Regions from separate parts of the Macaca mulatta genome. Here region 1 is linked to region 2. Evidence: chromatin contacts called from public Hi-C data. All regions are on one chromosome and are shown on one strand. Each heading gives the region's core, a stretch centred on a gene start, on an enhancer-like site or on the middle of the called end of the contact. The rest is flanking DNA. Distances are from core to core; before and after follow the strand shown.

Evidence for each region. A called contact is a pair of places that touch in the nucleus more often than the background predicts.
Region 1: a contact with region 2 is called in a Hi-C map of CD4 T cells, with 6 times the contacts expected there. The contact joins the promoter of SCRN2 here to the promoter of SP2 in region 2. A contact is called at or near these places in 9 of 14 Hi-C or Micro-C datasets (CD4 T cells, blood, cortical neurons and 5 more).

Annotation. Positions count from the first base shown.
Region 1 is chr16:62,184,390-62,192,058 of T2T-MMU8v2.0, forward strand. It overlaps SCRN2 (secernin 2), which reads left to right and starts at 5,087. Exons shown (of 8, transcript XM_077971354.1): 1 at 5,087-5,176; 2 at 5,541-5,708; 3 at 6,007-6,194; 4 at 6,738-6,937; 5 at 7,365-7,580. The coding sequence starts at 5,541. It also overlaps a transcript of SP6 not described here.
Region 2 is chr16:62,127,283-62,134,291 of T2T-MMU8v2.0, forward strand. It overlaps SP2 (Sp2 transcription factor), which reads right to left and starts at 5,083. Exons shown (of 7, transcript NM_001257853.2): 1 at 5,025-5,083. The coding sequence starts at 5,031. All of the region lies in intron 2 of LOC106994018 (a long non-coding RNA gene), which reads left to right.

The sequences.
Region 1 (7,669 bases), core at 3,837-6,336, 57 kb after region 2:
AGGTGTGTTTTCAAGGCAGCCAGCGGTAGAATCCATGTAGTTCCCACCAGTTGCCTTCCCCTCCGGGATGGAAGGAAAAGGTTTCTTGGGCTTGTTGGGGACAGATTGGGGGTGTCTCAGCAGAGGGACCTCCACTGGTTCCCACTCAGAGTGGAGGCCTGCGGCCTTCCTGACCATCTCTTTAGCCGTCACCAAGAAACCAAACCCCTGTCCCTCTAGCTTGGCCCTTGTTTTTCCCTTGCCCCTGCCATAGCATGTTCATTGGGGGATTCCTTCCTCCCGCTCATCTCACAGGGGAAGGGAGAAGAAAGAGTTGTTCTCCCACTGGAAGGGGTTCTGCCTTCTGAGGTGACATCCAGGAACCTGTCCCCATTCCCTTCTCCTTTAGATGTTAGAAATACATTTTGATTCTGATCATGGGGTGGGGAAGAAAGGAAGGGAGGGAGGGGAGAAGCCCAGCAGAGGCTGAGCCAGGCAGAGGGGAAAGAAGCTGATATGAGGAAGGGTCTGGCAGGCCACAGCCTCTGTAGCTGGAGGACTTTCCCACGCTTGAGAGAGGGGCCTTAGAGTCCCTCTGACACCCCTCCCGCTTCCCCTTGCTCCCTTTCTTCACCTGGAGCCCCCTGTGGAGATTAGCTCTGTATTGATTTTTAAGTTATAAGCAAAGGGTATTTTATTTAATATTAGGTTATGTGTGTGCGTGTTGTGTGTACCTGTGTGCATGTGTGTGTGTTTCTCTACTGAGCCTGGGGTCTCCAGCCAGGAAGACCCCATCTTATTCACCATGTCCAAGATCCTGGGATCTGGGCCGAGCATCTCTTCCTCCCTTGTAGATGCTGGAGCCCAGTCCAAGGTCTGGGAGCTATATGGGAAGTGGGGGCTGGGATCTGGGTGGGAATATGTGTTTGTATACAAAGGGAGCCTCCTTAAAAGGGACAGGATGACCTTCCCGAGGGACTCACTGGCCTGGGGTAGTTTAAGAAGTAATGTTCTTTCTTTCTCTTTTCCCTACCTCCTGCTAACCCAACCAGAGATCCCCTTCCTTGCTGAGAGGGTTGGGGGCAGGAGAGTTGGCAGTGCCTGCAAGTTGCCTGGCCAGGTGAAGAGGGGGAGAGAGGAAGGGCACTGTGGGTGTAGGATGCCTTTCTCCTCCACCCATCGAAACCAGCCACCCCCTCCCTGTGCCACCAAGACAGCCTTTTCCAGTGGCCATCCTAAGGGGAACTCCCAAATGGGTGTTGGTGGTGGACACAGATGCTCCCCACAGTGGAAGCCCCAAGCTCTGAGGTATGCGGGTAGAGACTTTGGATAGGTTTTCTTCTGCTCCCCTCTTTTATAGATCTAGGCTGCTTGGCTGCCTGTCTTTCTAGGCAGCCCCCCTAGAGGAAAAATGTAGGAATTTATTTTTTCTTTAACTGCTGTGAACTCACTTTGAGGGGGTAGGAGGAGGGAGAAACAGCCTGTGTTTTTTATGCAATAAAGTCATCAACTACATCATGCTTCCTTTGTGTTCCAGCTCTGTTTCCTTTTGGACTCAGTGTCCCCCAGCAGTGAGGACCAGTTCTGGGCCACAGAGTGGGGTGGATGCTTCCCAATGATCCTGCAGCCCCTTGGAAAGCCTCATGTCTATTGAGTTGGGTTGGAGCTGGGATCTGATCCTGCCCCAGAGGTGGCTGGTACGGAAGGAGGGAGGTGCTTCCTCTGGGTTGATACCGGGGCTGACCCTCCCTGGTCTCATACCTGTGGTTATGAGAAGTTTCTAGATATCTCTTTCCTCCTCCACATACAAGCCCCTTCTTTCACTTCCCCTGCTAAGAACACTGGTTCCCTCCTTTCTTAGGCATTGGCTCCCTCACTCCCTCCCCACGGAGGGTGCATGTCAGTCTATCCCGTGGCTGTGACTGAGCTGGGGGTGACTGGCAATGATTTCTTCACCCAGGATGATCCTTATCAGGGACAAGGCGATGAAAGGCAGCCGAGCTATCTGATGGGCTCCCGCCCAGCTGGAAAATATGAGGGAAAGGCTCCTACTGCAACTCACAGCTAGAGACCCACCATGGTTACACAACCACAGGGCACACAAACATACCTGCACCGGACCCGTGTGCACCCGCCCGCAGAGATATGCAGAAATATTCATCTATATACATCTTCCCAGGTCTCCCGGTGCTTGATACAAAGTTGATGCCTAATTCACATCAAATGAGTAAAAAGCCTCATGATTCCAGAGCCCCAAAGTTAGGAAGGTTGACAGAAGATAGGTTTTGGGCTCCAAGGGGGCTGGGGGCGGGGGTTACTGTGTTCTTTCACCTTCTTATTCTACCTTTTTGCCAAATTTATTATTTTCCCTTAGAGGAATTTCTAGATCCACCATTCTAACCCTAATCCAATTTCTCAAAGCCAAATCTGGTACTCAGGCTGGCCCATCCCGTAACTTAATTTGGGAGATCCTGGGGTCACAACGTTTATGGCTACCTTAGGATAGGGGCATCAGAATGAATGATTTAGGGGTTGTAGAGGAAACCACACTGGTTTGGGGGCCAATTGTTTGTTTCCATCTGCTGCTGGATTTAGAAGGCTGGGAGGAGGGACAGGTGTGTTTTCCTGAGACCTCATGCCAGCCCCACTCCTCCAGGTGCCTCTTTTGTCTTCCTGATTCTAGGAGAGTTAGACCCCAGGAACTTGGTGAGTCCCCTCCTCCTTTACCCCCATCGCTGCCCCCAGGGACAGGAGGGCAGCTGTGGGGCTGGCTGGGCCTGTCTGGGCAGGGCTGGGGCCACCCCTCCTCCCCATGCTGCTCCTCCCGCTGACCTGCATTCTTAGCAGGGGCCTTTGGTGGGGCTCTGACGCTTGCTTGCTTGCTGCAAAAGCTGCCTGGCTGGCCTGCCCCCCCCAACCCCAACGGAGCCCAAGGCCACCTCTGACCCTCCTCAGATGGGGTGCCTGGCAGGAGGATCATGGAGGGCCCAGGAATGGGTTAGGGAACTCAGAATATCTGGGCTGGCTCTCTAGGTTCCTCTCCTGGGAAGTGGAAGTAGAATCTACTCCCACCCTCTAGGGTGGGTGAATGAAATAAATGAGAAAGTGACAGAGAAGAAGACAGCCTGGGAACTGCAACCTGGGGGTGCGCTGTGGCCTCTCTCTGCGTCTCCTCCTGCCTGTTGCCGCCCCACAGTGGGCAGCCGGGGAACTGCAGGAGATGAACCCGCTTTCCTGCAAGCTGCTTCGGGTGCCCAGATTTGTCAGCGCACAGCCTTGATGTTTGCTTCTGGAATGACATTAATTGGCAACCTCACAACCCCTCCGCGACATTGTATCAGAAGCAGCCTTCACCTTCCCATTAATCCTAGCGTGACTGACCGCCAGCACCCTAGCAGAGTAGGCTTGAGAGAAAACCAAACTCCACTAAAACACTGTTAGAATTCTTTTCTTTTCTTTTCTTTTTTTTAAGACAGAGTTTTGCTCTTGTTGCCCGGGCTGGAGTGCAATGGTGTGATCTCAGCTCACCGCAACCTCTGCCTCCCAGGTTCAAGCAATTCTTCTGCCTCAGTCTTCCCAAGTAGCTGGGATTACAGGCATGTGCCACCACGCCCAGCTAATTTTGTATTTTCAGTAGAGATGGGGTTTCTCCATGTGAGCCAGGCTGGTCTCGAACTCCCAACCTCACGTGATCCGCCCATCTTGGCCTCCCAAAGTGCTGGGATTACAGATGTGAGCCACTGTGCCCGGCCCACTGTTAGAATTGTTAAGCAAATACAGTAAAGTCAGAGGATACAAGGTCAATGTACAAAAGTCAGTAGTGTTCCTATACACTAATAACAAACTATACAAAAAATAAATCAAGAAAATAGTCCCATTTACAATAACTATCAAAATAATAAAATATTTAGGAATAAATTTAACCAAGGAGGTGAAAGATCTGTACTCTGAAAGTAAGACATTGATAAAAGAAACTGAAGAAGACACAAAGACATGGAAAAATATTTCATGCTCACAGATTGGAAGAATTACTGTTGCTAAAATGTGCATACTACTCAAAGCCATCTATAGATTCAGTGCAACCCCTGAAAGCAGATAACCTGCAGCATCTCCCCTCCCTCCATTCCTGGAGGGCTCCATATAGCAAAAGGGTGTAAGATGCATTTGTCTTAATGATGGCTATGGAGAGATGGTTTGTAGAGAAAAATGAACTGAAAATCAAAACATTTGGGGTGAGAGTATACCCCCATATGACTGTGTCACCTTTGGCCACGACTTCTTTGTGGTTTCAGTTTCACTACAGGTAAAGGCACTAAATCTTTGAACTAGAAAGTTCTAAATTTGTTTTTAAAGCTATCTTCCTATGGGTTGGAACACTATTGGACAGATAGGCCCTCTGGGATCAGATGGGTTTTGTGCACCTGTTCCCTTATTTATTTTAAGAGACAGGGTCATGCTCTGTCACCACGGCTGGAGTGCAGTGGTGTGATCTTGGCTCACCGCAGCCTCGACCTATCTGGCTCAGGCGATCCTCCCACCTCAGCCTTCTGAACAACTGGGACTACAGGCACGCAACACCACGCCCAGCTAATTTTAAAATATTTTCTGTAGAGGGGAGGTCTTGCTATGTTACCCAGGCTGGTCTTGAACTCTTGGGTTCAAGTGATCCTCCCACCACAGCTTCCCAGAGTGCTGGGATTACAGGGGCCAGCCCCCCGCACCTAGCCTCCACCACTCTTGTATTCTGTATCTTAGTCCCCTGGGTGCCTCCAGCCTGGGATTGCGCCTCTGGGATTCAAACCGGGACTCAAGTATCTTGAGGTTCTTCCTTAGTCTCCAGATGTCCCAGCAGTCCCCCTTCTCTGACAAAGGCTCCCTTTTCACGCGGGATCCTTTCCACCCCTAGCTCCAGCTCCCCGCAGTGACTCCGTGGGGTTAGCAACCTTTGTCAGGCCTAAAATGGGCGCCCGGGTAGGACAGGAAGCCAGGTGTGGCTCGCAAGGCCGCTCCGCTCCGGGAAGTGGTGCAGGCGCGCGCCCTGGTGGAAAACGGCGGAGCTGCACGCTCCGTTCCGGCTCCGACCCGGAGGCCGAAGGCCTTCCAGGTCGCCTGGGAGTCTCCGCCCAATGGGGCGGCCCTGGCCAGAAGCGGAGGAGGTGGCACCCGGGACCGAGCTGGGGTCTTGGAGGGAGAGAGAGTGAGGGGAATACAGTATTGGGGGTGAGAGAAGGGTTGGATAGAAGAGGGTCGGGTATCTGGACATGCGCAGGGCCGCGGGACTCTTGGTGGGGTAGCGAGGGGAACGGTCCCACGACTGCTCCCAAGGGCCGGAACTCCCAGTGGGGGCGGGATCCTCGGAGTGCCCGCCTGCGGACTCCCAAGCCTGGAGCCTGGGGAGAGGGTGGGCACCACTGCTCCCGCACACCGGGGCATGGTGTGTGCGCCGAGCGTCCAGGAGCCACGGCGGTGTCTTCCCTGCGCGTCGTTTACGCGTGTGGGGGTAGGCGGCTCCCCGGGGCTGAGCTGTGGCCAGGTTTATGGAGAGGCCCGCCTCTCCCCAGATGGCATCGTCGAGCCCTGACTCTCCATGTTCCTGCGACTGCTTTGTCTCTGTGCCCCCGGCCTCAGCCATCCCAGCTGTGATCTTTGCCAAGAACTCGGACCGACCCCGGGACGAGGTGCAGGAGGTGGTGTTTGTCCCCGCAGGTTCTCACACTCCTGGGAGCCGGCTCCAGGTGGGTTAGGCCTTATGGGGTGCTGGGAGGTGTGACAGAGCTCTGCATTCTTCTAAGACCTTTTCCCCTGCTCCCCACACGTGGGAGGCTGCCAGAAGTAGTTAAAGAGCATGAGCTTTAAGCCTACCAACCTGGACCTGAGCCCATTATGTAGCCTCAGTCTACCTCAGTTTCCTCTTCTATAAAATGGGAATGAGACATTCCTCAAAGGGATCTATAAGGTGATTGGCAGAGTGCCAGCACTCGAGGGGCCGCCCCTCTCTGAGTGGACACTTCCTTTCTCCTCCCTCACCTCCAGTGCACATACATTGAAGTGGAACAGGTGTCGAAGACGCACGCTGTGATTCTGAGCCGTCCTTCTTGGCTATGGGGGGCTGAGATGGGCGCCAACGAGCATGGTGTCTGCATTGGCAACGAGGCTGTGTGGACGAAGGAGCAAGTTGGGGAGGGGGAAGCCCTGCTGGGCATGGACCTGCTCAGGTGCAGACCCTGCCCTTCCTCATCTGCCTGAAACACCAGAAATCTGGGGGCTGAGTTTTGACCTGGGCCCATCCATTCCTCCCCCAGCCTGGTTCACAGGGGCCTCCTCCACTCTGCAGACTTTGCCCTCGTGCCCTCGTGAGGAAGGCTGCAACAGCAGCCACCTTTGGGCCTCTCCTGGCCCAGAAATAGAGCAGTGGTTATTTATTTTCAGTTGAAATCTCACATAGAGTCCCGATTTATAAAACCAGTAATAGTGGATGGAGCAGCTCTGGGTGGAGAGAGGTTGGGGGCTCAGGACACTTTTCTCTCTGAAACAGTGTTTCAGGCCTTTTCATGGAACCCTCAAAGCATAGCACATGGAACGAGAGCATTGAAAGCCACTGGTGTAATTGTGTTTGATACGATCAGTGCCAGCAGATTTGCTGTGTGACTTGGGCCTGTCACCAAACCTCTCCAGGCCTCTTCTGTCCCCTGGAGCTTCTGCCACCAGCCATTGATCCCTCTGTCACCCTTCTGTCCCTTGGTCCTCTCTCTTGCCAGGCTGGCTTTGGAACGGAGCAGCTCTGCCCAGGAGGCCTTGCATGTGATCACAGGCTTACTGGAGCGCTATGGGCAGGGGGGCAGCTGCCTGGAGGACCCTGCGCCATTCTCCTACCACAACACCTTCCTGCTGGCTGACCGCACAGAGGCATGGGTGCTGGAGACAGCTGGTAGGCTCTGGGCCGCACAGAGGATCCAGGGTGAGGCATTCCCTTTCTGCCAGCCTTGGGAAGTGGGAGAAATGGTAGGGGCCCGATCCAGGTGCAAGCCTGTCGGGACATTCAGGGAGATGGGAGATGAGCTCACTTGGGAACCCTTCTCCCCTTCACTCGGTTAAGTCTTCCTTGTGCTACAGCCTGCTGCTTCCTCTCGGAAGCCTTCCTGGACTTCCCTGGGTGGTCAGGTTTCCTGCTTATATGCAAGCAGGTACTTCTTTTTCATCGCATTCAACACAGTTGCATGCTTACATTTATCTCTGCGACTATTTTGTCTGCCTCCCCCACCACACTGTAGGCTCCATGAGGGTTGGTCGTTCTCTTTTCCACCATGTTCTCAGCGTCTTGCCCAGTGCCTGGCATAGAATAGACACTCAATGGTAAATGAACCACTCCCCCATCTCCTCCACAGAGGGGGCCCGCAACATCTCCAACCAGCTGAGCATTGGCACGGACATCTCGGTCCAACACCCAGAGCTGCGGACTCATGCCCAGGCCAAGGGCTGGTGGGATGGGCAGGGTGCCTTTGACTTTGCTCAGGTCTTCTCCCTGACCCAGCAGCCTGTGCGAATGGAGGCTGCCAAGGCCCGCTTCCGGGCAGGGCAGGAGCTGCTGCAGCAATGGCAAGGTTAGTGAGTGGTGGAGGGGGCTGGGGGCCAGGAGGGCCACAGCAGTGCCAGCCACTCTCCCCTCCCACAGCTTCCCCCTCTACTCCTT
Region 2 (7,009 bases), core at 3,833-6,332:
AACCCTATCTCTTCTAAAAATACAAAATTAGCTGGGCGTGGTGGCGCATGCCTATAGTCCCAGCTACTTGGGAGGCTGAGACAGGAGAATCGCTTGAACCCGGGAGGCGGAAGTTGCAATGAGCCAAGATCGCGCCATTGCACTTCAGCCTGGCAACGGAGCGAGACTCTGTCTCAAAAAAAAAAGATAATGAAGGCACTCGAATTTGGATACCACCTGTCTGTCTCCACCCTTAATTCTTCTTTCCAAAACGTGACTATGTCATTTGCTAGTTTGCATCCTAACTGGGTCATATCCCATTGTACTGGAAGGGACTTTGGAAATGTGTGGGGGTGGGGACAGCATAAACAGAACCTGATCAAAGCAGGCCCAAGAAACAGCATCAAGTTTTTTTGTCAAAGAATACTGGGCCTCAGAATTCTTAGAGAACAGGAGGAAAAAAAAGCAAGATACACTTTTTCCCCTAAAGAATCTCATTATGTGCTTTGGCACATTTATTTGTGAGTAACTCCCCACACTTATCCTGGGCCAGGATCAGCTTTTTGTTTGTTTGTTTGTTTGTTTTGAGAGTCTTGCTCTGTCGCCCAGGCTTGGGTACAGTGGTGCACTCTCGGCTCACTGCAATCTCCGCCTCCTGGGTTCAAGTGATTCCCGTGCCTCCGCCTCCGGAATAGCTGGGACTACAGGTGTGTGCCACTACACGTGGCTAATTTTTGTATCTTTAGCAGAGATGGGGTTTTGCCATGTTAGCCAGGCTGGTCTCGAACTCCTGACCTTAAGTGATCTGCCTGCCTCAGCCTCCCAAAGTGCTGGGATTACAGGCATGATTACCAAGCCCAGCCTCAGGCCAGAATCAGCTTCTGAAATGAGTGGTGATTTCATTTCCCCTGAGAAGACAGGGCTGGCTTACCATTTACTTTTTTGGAGGCTGGGAAATGTCTTGGTTTGTTTTCTTCTAGGCTGATCTAAGAAGATTCCTAATTATCAACTGGGAGCAGAAATATTCCACTTCCAATTACATGGCCCTGCTTGCTCACTCTTACTTCCTATTCACACTCTCTTGGAGGCCACTTTGTGATTCTACCAAATCCTGTAGGAGAGGTGACAACCCTAAAGAGAAGGCTCTAGAAAGATGACATTTGGAAATGTGTAAGTTAGTGTCTGCTGGCTCCTCCTGAGCCACTTCTACTCTGTGATTGAGAGGAAAGGCCACCTAACTGCCTAAATCACCACACAGGGACAAACTGGTATCTAAGAGCACTCAGCAGCAAAAACAAGTAAGCTAAGCCTTTGCACTGCAATGTGGCAGGGCTTCTGGCTAGGTATAGCAAGCAATTCTGATGTGGAGACAAACAGCAGCAATGGGAATGAAATGCCAATGAAGGATTCCAACCATTGGGTCTGCAAGCATGCTTGTCCTGTGACACAAACAGCCTAGACATCTCAGCACTGCTTGGAGCTGCTCATTGGGGGAGCCTGAGAAACATCAGCCCTTTCACAACCCCTTGCTCCTGAGCAGAGCTCATCTCCCAAGAGCAAATCAGCCTGCAGCCCAGTTGGATGAGAAGCACAGTGTTCCCCTGTGCCAGTGGCAGCCTCAGAGCATCCTGAAAGAGCGCTTCCTAGACACGCAGTGGAAGCCATGACTTCCCCTAAGCTGCCAGTGCTGCTTCTGAACTCACATGGAGGTTCTTTTTTCAGTGTCCCCAGAGGCAGTAGAAAAATCCGTTTTCCATTTTGGAATCTATCAAGTAGGACAAATCTGCCACCTGGGAGCATCTCCTCAAGGGCAATCTCTACGCCCTTTTCCACATAGCCTGACAATACCCTCGAGTTAGAAATATCCCTTGTTGGCTAGGCACAGTGGCTCATGCCTGTAATCCCAGCACTTTGGGAGGCTGAGGTGGGAGGATTACTTGAGGCCAGGAGTTTGAGACCAGCCTGGCATAGAGAGACTATGCCTCTATTATTTTTAAAAAAGAAACGTCCCATATTTTTACCCTCTTCACTCATCTTTCCACCTTGCTCCAATAGATTGCTGACAGAAAAGTGAGATCTCCTCCACCCCGAGGTCTCCTAAGAGAATGCTGCTAGCCAAAAAAAGATCTGCTGATTATTGAGGAAGAGCATCTTTAAAAAGACACTCAACTACATTTCAGAAAGATAAAGATCTAAGTGTTGGCTCTATGAGGGAAGAAATAAAGAGAAAGAACTTTTTTTCCTCCTACAACAGGTCTAGACAATGTCATACAAGGAGCTACAAGCATATCCAAAACAAAAGCAAGGCAAAAACAAGCAAAAAAGCAACAAATGCATTCCAAAATGATCTCCATTTCTCAGCCCAGAAATGTACTGGATACTGGTTTAGTTCAGCCTGTAGGTGGTGGGAAGAAATTCACAAATCCAAGTCAGTTGCAAAAAGGGAATACTCCAGACATATCACCCAATGAACCTGTAAGAAAGTATGCGAGCTTCTCTGAACAGATTTTACTCCAGGTTTGCAGCCCACAAGGTTTAAGATCGGGCCATGAGGTTAAATCTGGTAAACTCAGAAATGTTCATGCTACTGCATCCCTAAACTTTGTAATTCTCTGCGTACCCTTTAAAGCAGTGTTTCTCTGCATCTTTTATTCCATAGCCATTGTCCACCTGATCCAAAATATCCTAAATTTTTCTATGTTTGGAAGCAGGGTTTCCAATTTTTGTGTATACAGAAAAGGGGTGTGCGTGAAAAAAATAAGTATTAGAAAAAGAACACGTTACGTATATATCACAGAAATGAGTGGGCAAGATTTAGAAGATTGCTGAAACAAAGCCAATACTAAGGTCTACTAGTTGGTTGCAACAAGTTTAAAATGTCTTCAGAAGGGCCCTGGTTGGGCAATACTATACTTGCTGACAGCAAGCTTGGGAACTGACACAGACCTATAGCAAAGGACTGTCCAACTTCTCCAAAAAGCTGGTATTAACCACCAGAAGAAATAAGAAGTTCAAGGCCAAAATATCCAAATGAACCAACCACTCTACTTGCTGAAATGCCATAAAGCTTCTTTACCCCAGACATTTACCCAAATCTTATAATTTCTTTTCTCCTCTCTGACAGGCCTCCACAGGCCCAAACTTTAATAGAATCTGAGAGAAAAAAGTGGCCAGTCCATCTGCTGTCCAGAGTGATGCCAAACTCTTTCTCCTGGAACCAGTTCTACCTGTTGGGCAGTCAGATGAGGGTCCGATTATTAACAAACTCTACTTGGGTCTCCTTGGTAGAGTTTGTGGCTTCAGCAGCCTAGTTCCGGGGGGTTCATAATTATGTCAGACTAGTTTTTTTTCTTGTAGTTGCTTTTAACCAAAGAGGTTAAGCCTCTGTACAACCAAGAGGAAGAACTAGAATTAGAAAACTTACCAATCGTCCCAGCCAATGATAATCCATTTCCAACAGGTATTAACGCCTGTTAGAAGCCACTGGAACACTAACATCATCAGCCCAATTGATAGGTTGTCTGATAGATTCCCCCCCTTCATCGCACACAAGAATTTAAAACAAAACAAGACACTGCAGTTATATTCATTATTGCAGACAATGGGTTTCTTTGTGTTAGTAATTGAAATTACTGCTGTGCTCTGGACTCCATTATTCCCTTTGCAGCCTGTGAGCTGGCCAACACTCTAAACTTTCGAGCCCTAAAAATTGTATCATCCAGAATACCAACTCGGTACAGCCCTCCAATGTGAAACTGAATGCCTTCTGGGGTACAGCATGAAACTGTTTTAGACAGTGCAGGCCAGTGCACCTTGAAACAGTGTCCTTCCAACTGTAATGAAATCTGTAAACGGGAAACTTGGGCCAATTCATTGTTTAAAGCAGATCTACTGGCTCATACCTTTCTCTAGGAAACAATAAGTGAACAAGAAGTAACCTCAGAGCAAGAAAGAACTTCGGGAGAATGCACTGAGAAAGGCCAGACTGAGTCCCCTTGGATGAAGTTAATTAAGAAACAAACATGACAGGATATTGCAATCAAAACCAAGGAATGCAGTGAGGATAGGTTTCTCAGTTGCCCAGAGAAGACATAGTTCCTTTTGAACTAAAATTAGAAAGCCGCTGGGAAGGAAACCTAAGAGGCATGGGTAAGAGGCTGAAAACCGTAAGTCAGCAATGGGGATGCAGGTGGGTGGAGGAAGAAAGCAAGTATCTATTTTATTTCTTCTGTAATTCCTTAAGATTGTTTGCGCCTGAGCTTTGGGACTGCAGTAGTCTTCCCCCACGGGGCGTCAGGTAACAGGCTGGGAGCTCTGGCAAGAAGTTCTCAAACTTCTCACAATTCTGCTAAGAGCTTGCATCTAGCTGGAGGATCAATGATCCAAGTGAAAACATTAAAGGAAGGTTTTTGCCCACTCCCCAGTGAGAGATCATCTGCCCAGAGAGTGCCCTCGTGTCCTGACACCATCGACCGACTGGGATACATCAGTAACCGGGCTGTCGTCGATGCCGAGCAGTGCCCATCTGGTTGGCAGCGTCCGGATCTCAAGCGTTCCCTCGCCCCTCTGTACTTCGGGGAGCCCTGAATCGCTGGTGGGCATCTACAGTTAAGAGTGCAGGAAGGCCTCTCAGACACGGGGCGAACACGAGGGCTGTTGGCTGCCTCCTCGGAGCCGACCCAGGCATAGTCAGCCCAGGCGGGAGAGCGGCGCTGAGGTGGGTCGGCACCCGGCTGAGAGGTGCCAGGCCACCCCGGTGCCCGCTCCTCTCGCCGGCCCCCGGAAGCGCCGCCCTCCCGTCCGGCGGGCTCCGAGGGGGCGGGGAGTCGAACGCCCCCTTCCGGGTGCCTCCGCCCGGCTGGCCAGCCCCGCTCCTCCTCCGGGCGGGAATCCTCCCTCCCCCGCCCCTCCCGAAGCCGGGCCCCGGCGCCAGGCCCGGCCCCAGGGGGGAACCCCCGGCCTCGGCTCCCTCTCCCCGCGGCCTCTGCCCGTCTTCCCGACCCTTGGAGGCCGGGAAGACCCCGCCGGCAGCGGCCGGGACCCACCGCTCATTACGACATCTTCCTCCCTGGCCTCCGCCGCCTCCGCCGCCACCGAGAACCTGACACCGCCCGCCAAGCACCCGCCAATCCCGGAGCCCGCCACCGCCCGAGCGACGGCAGCCTTCACCAATAAGGGCTTGGAACATTGGGGACCGACAGCACTATTAACCAATCACCCAGAGGCGTCTAGAGCGACGTTGATTTGACCAATAGGTCTGTGCAATGTCACTGATGGACGGTAGACCGCACCAACCGAAAACCAATTGAATAATGAATGACATGTTTATCAGCCAATTGGAGGGAGGCAAAGTCCCGCCTACTGGGTGGTTGATGGACAGCGACAGGAAGCTGGGAGGGGAGGGGCTTAGTCGAAGAGTGCTTTTGTATTGGTCGTAGTTGACCTTCCACCCACCTCTAACCCAGAGGATGAGTGATAGATCTGCCCTGAAGCCAATCAGAAGTCCTTAGGGTGAGGCCCACAAATGCCCCAGAAATAGCATATACGTTGCACCCTAAGTCCAGTCTCGCCCAGGTGTGGCAGGAGCTTTTACCTGCTCTTCGGCAGTAGGCGGCTGCCACTCAACCCCATGCCTGGTGAGTGGAAAGCCATCAACCTTTTATTTAGTCCCTCGCTCGTTGTCGCCTCGGGAGGGGCGACTTTGTACAGTGAAGCACTGGGGTCCGGCACCATAGTCAGAGTTGGGGTTGTTTACGCGACACTTCTGAAGGGATTTTCACAATCGGTTAAGCCCCCGTTAATCTTCACATGGTTATTGCGGCGACCCCCGTAGCCCACGGTCCCAAACGTGTGCATCTGAATCATCCGAAGCTCTTTCTAAAGGCAGGTTCCCCGGGCCGCCTCTCCTAATCCGACTCGGTACTTCACGGGGCGTGCCTAGAATCTGCATTTTAGCAAGGGCCTGGCATGGACAGAGTTGCACGCTTGAGTTTGAGAAGTACTGCTTGGCCTCTGCCCCACTTACCCTTATCTTTTTGAGATGAGGTAAAGCACTTGGTAGGCACTATCTGGATAGGTTTATCTTTGCTCCCAAGTCTCTTCCGAGAACTTGGGAAGGCTGCCTAGCTTAGTGAGGGAATCCATTCTGGCTTCAGACCAGTCTGGGTTTGAAACCTACACATCCTACTAACTTAGGCAGGGTACCGAAACTCCCTGAGCCTCGTGTCCTCATCAGTAAAACGAGGTTAATCACACCTACACCTTAGCGCAATGGCTTTAAAAAAAAAAAAAAAAAAAAAAAACATAGCCCATCAAGAGAAATACATTTTGCATACTGACCAGTACACTACTGTTTGAGAGTGTCACAAAGTTTCCGAAAACAATGCTTACTACTTGTGATACACTGATAGTTTCTATGCCTATCCTATCTTATTCTCCTTGTTGATCATGACTGGCAATTTGAAAAACACTGCTAGGAAAGGTTGGTTGATAATACAAAATGCGGAGCAGAATTCCGGGTACACAGTAATTGCTGAAAAAATGTTAATAGCCTCTTCCAGTCTACTTCTCTCAGTGTTAGCCTTTGAAAAACAAGACTTTAGACGATAACACTCCTCTAGTAAAGATCCTTCATGGGATCCGTATCTCCTGGATAAAGCCCAAACTTCTTTCTAGGCAAATTCCTCCCACTCTTTTTTCTTCTTAACCTCAGCATCCACCAGAGGACACACTCTTACTGGTGTATCTTTCATGCTTTATCTCCTCCCTGTACCCCCATTCCCTTCCTACAAATCCTACCCTTTTCCCTCCAGGAAAGATTCCAGGTTCCTAAACACGCTTTTTTCCACTAGTTGACTTTCTATCTTACCCTTCCCTTCTGGTGAACCCCTATGCATCCATGGCCAGATGTGGTGGCTCACACCTGTATTCCTAGCGCTTTGGGAAGCCAGAGGCAGGTGGATCACTTGAACCCAGGATTTCGAGACCCAGCCTGGGCAACATGGCGAAACCCTGTCTCTACAAAAAAGCC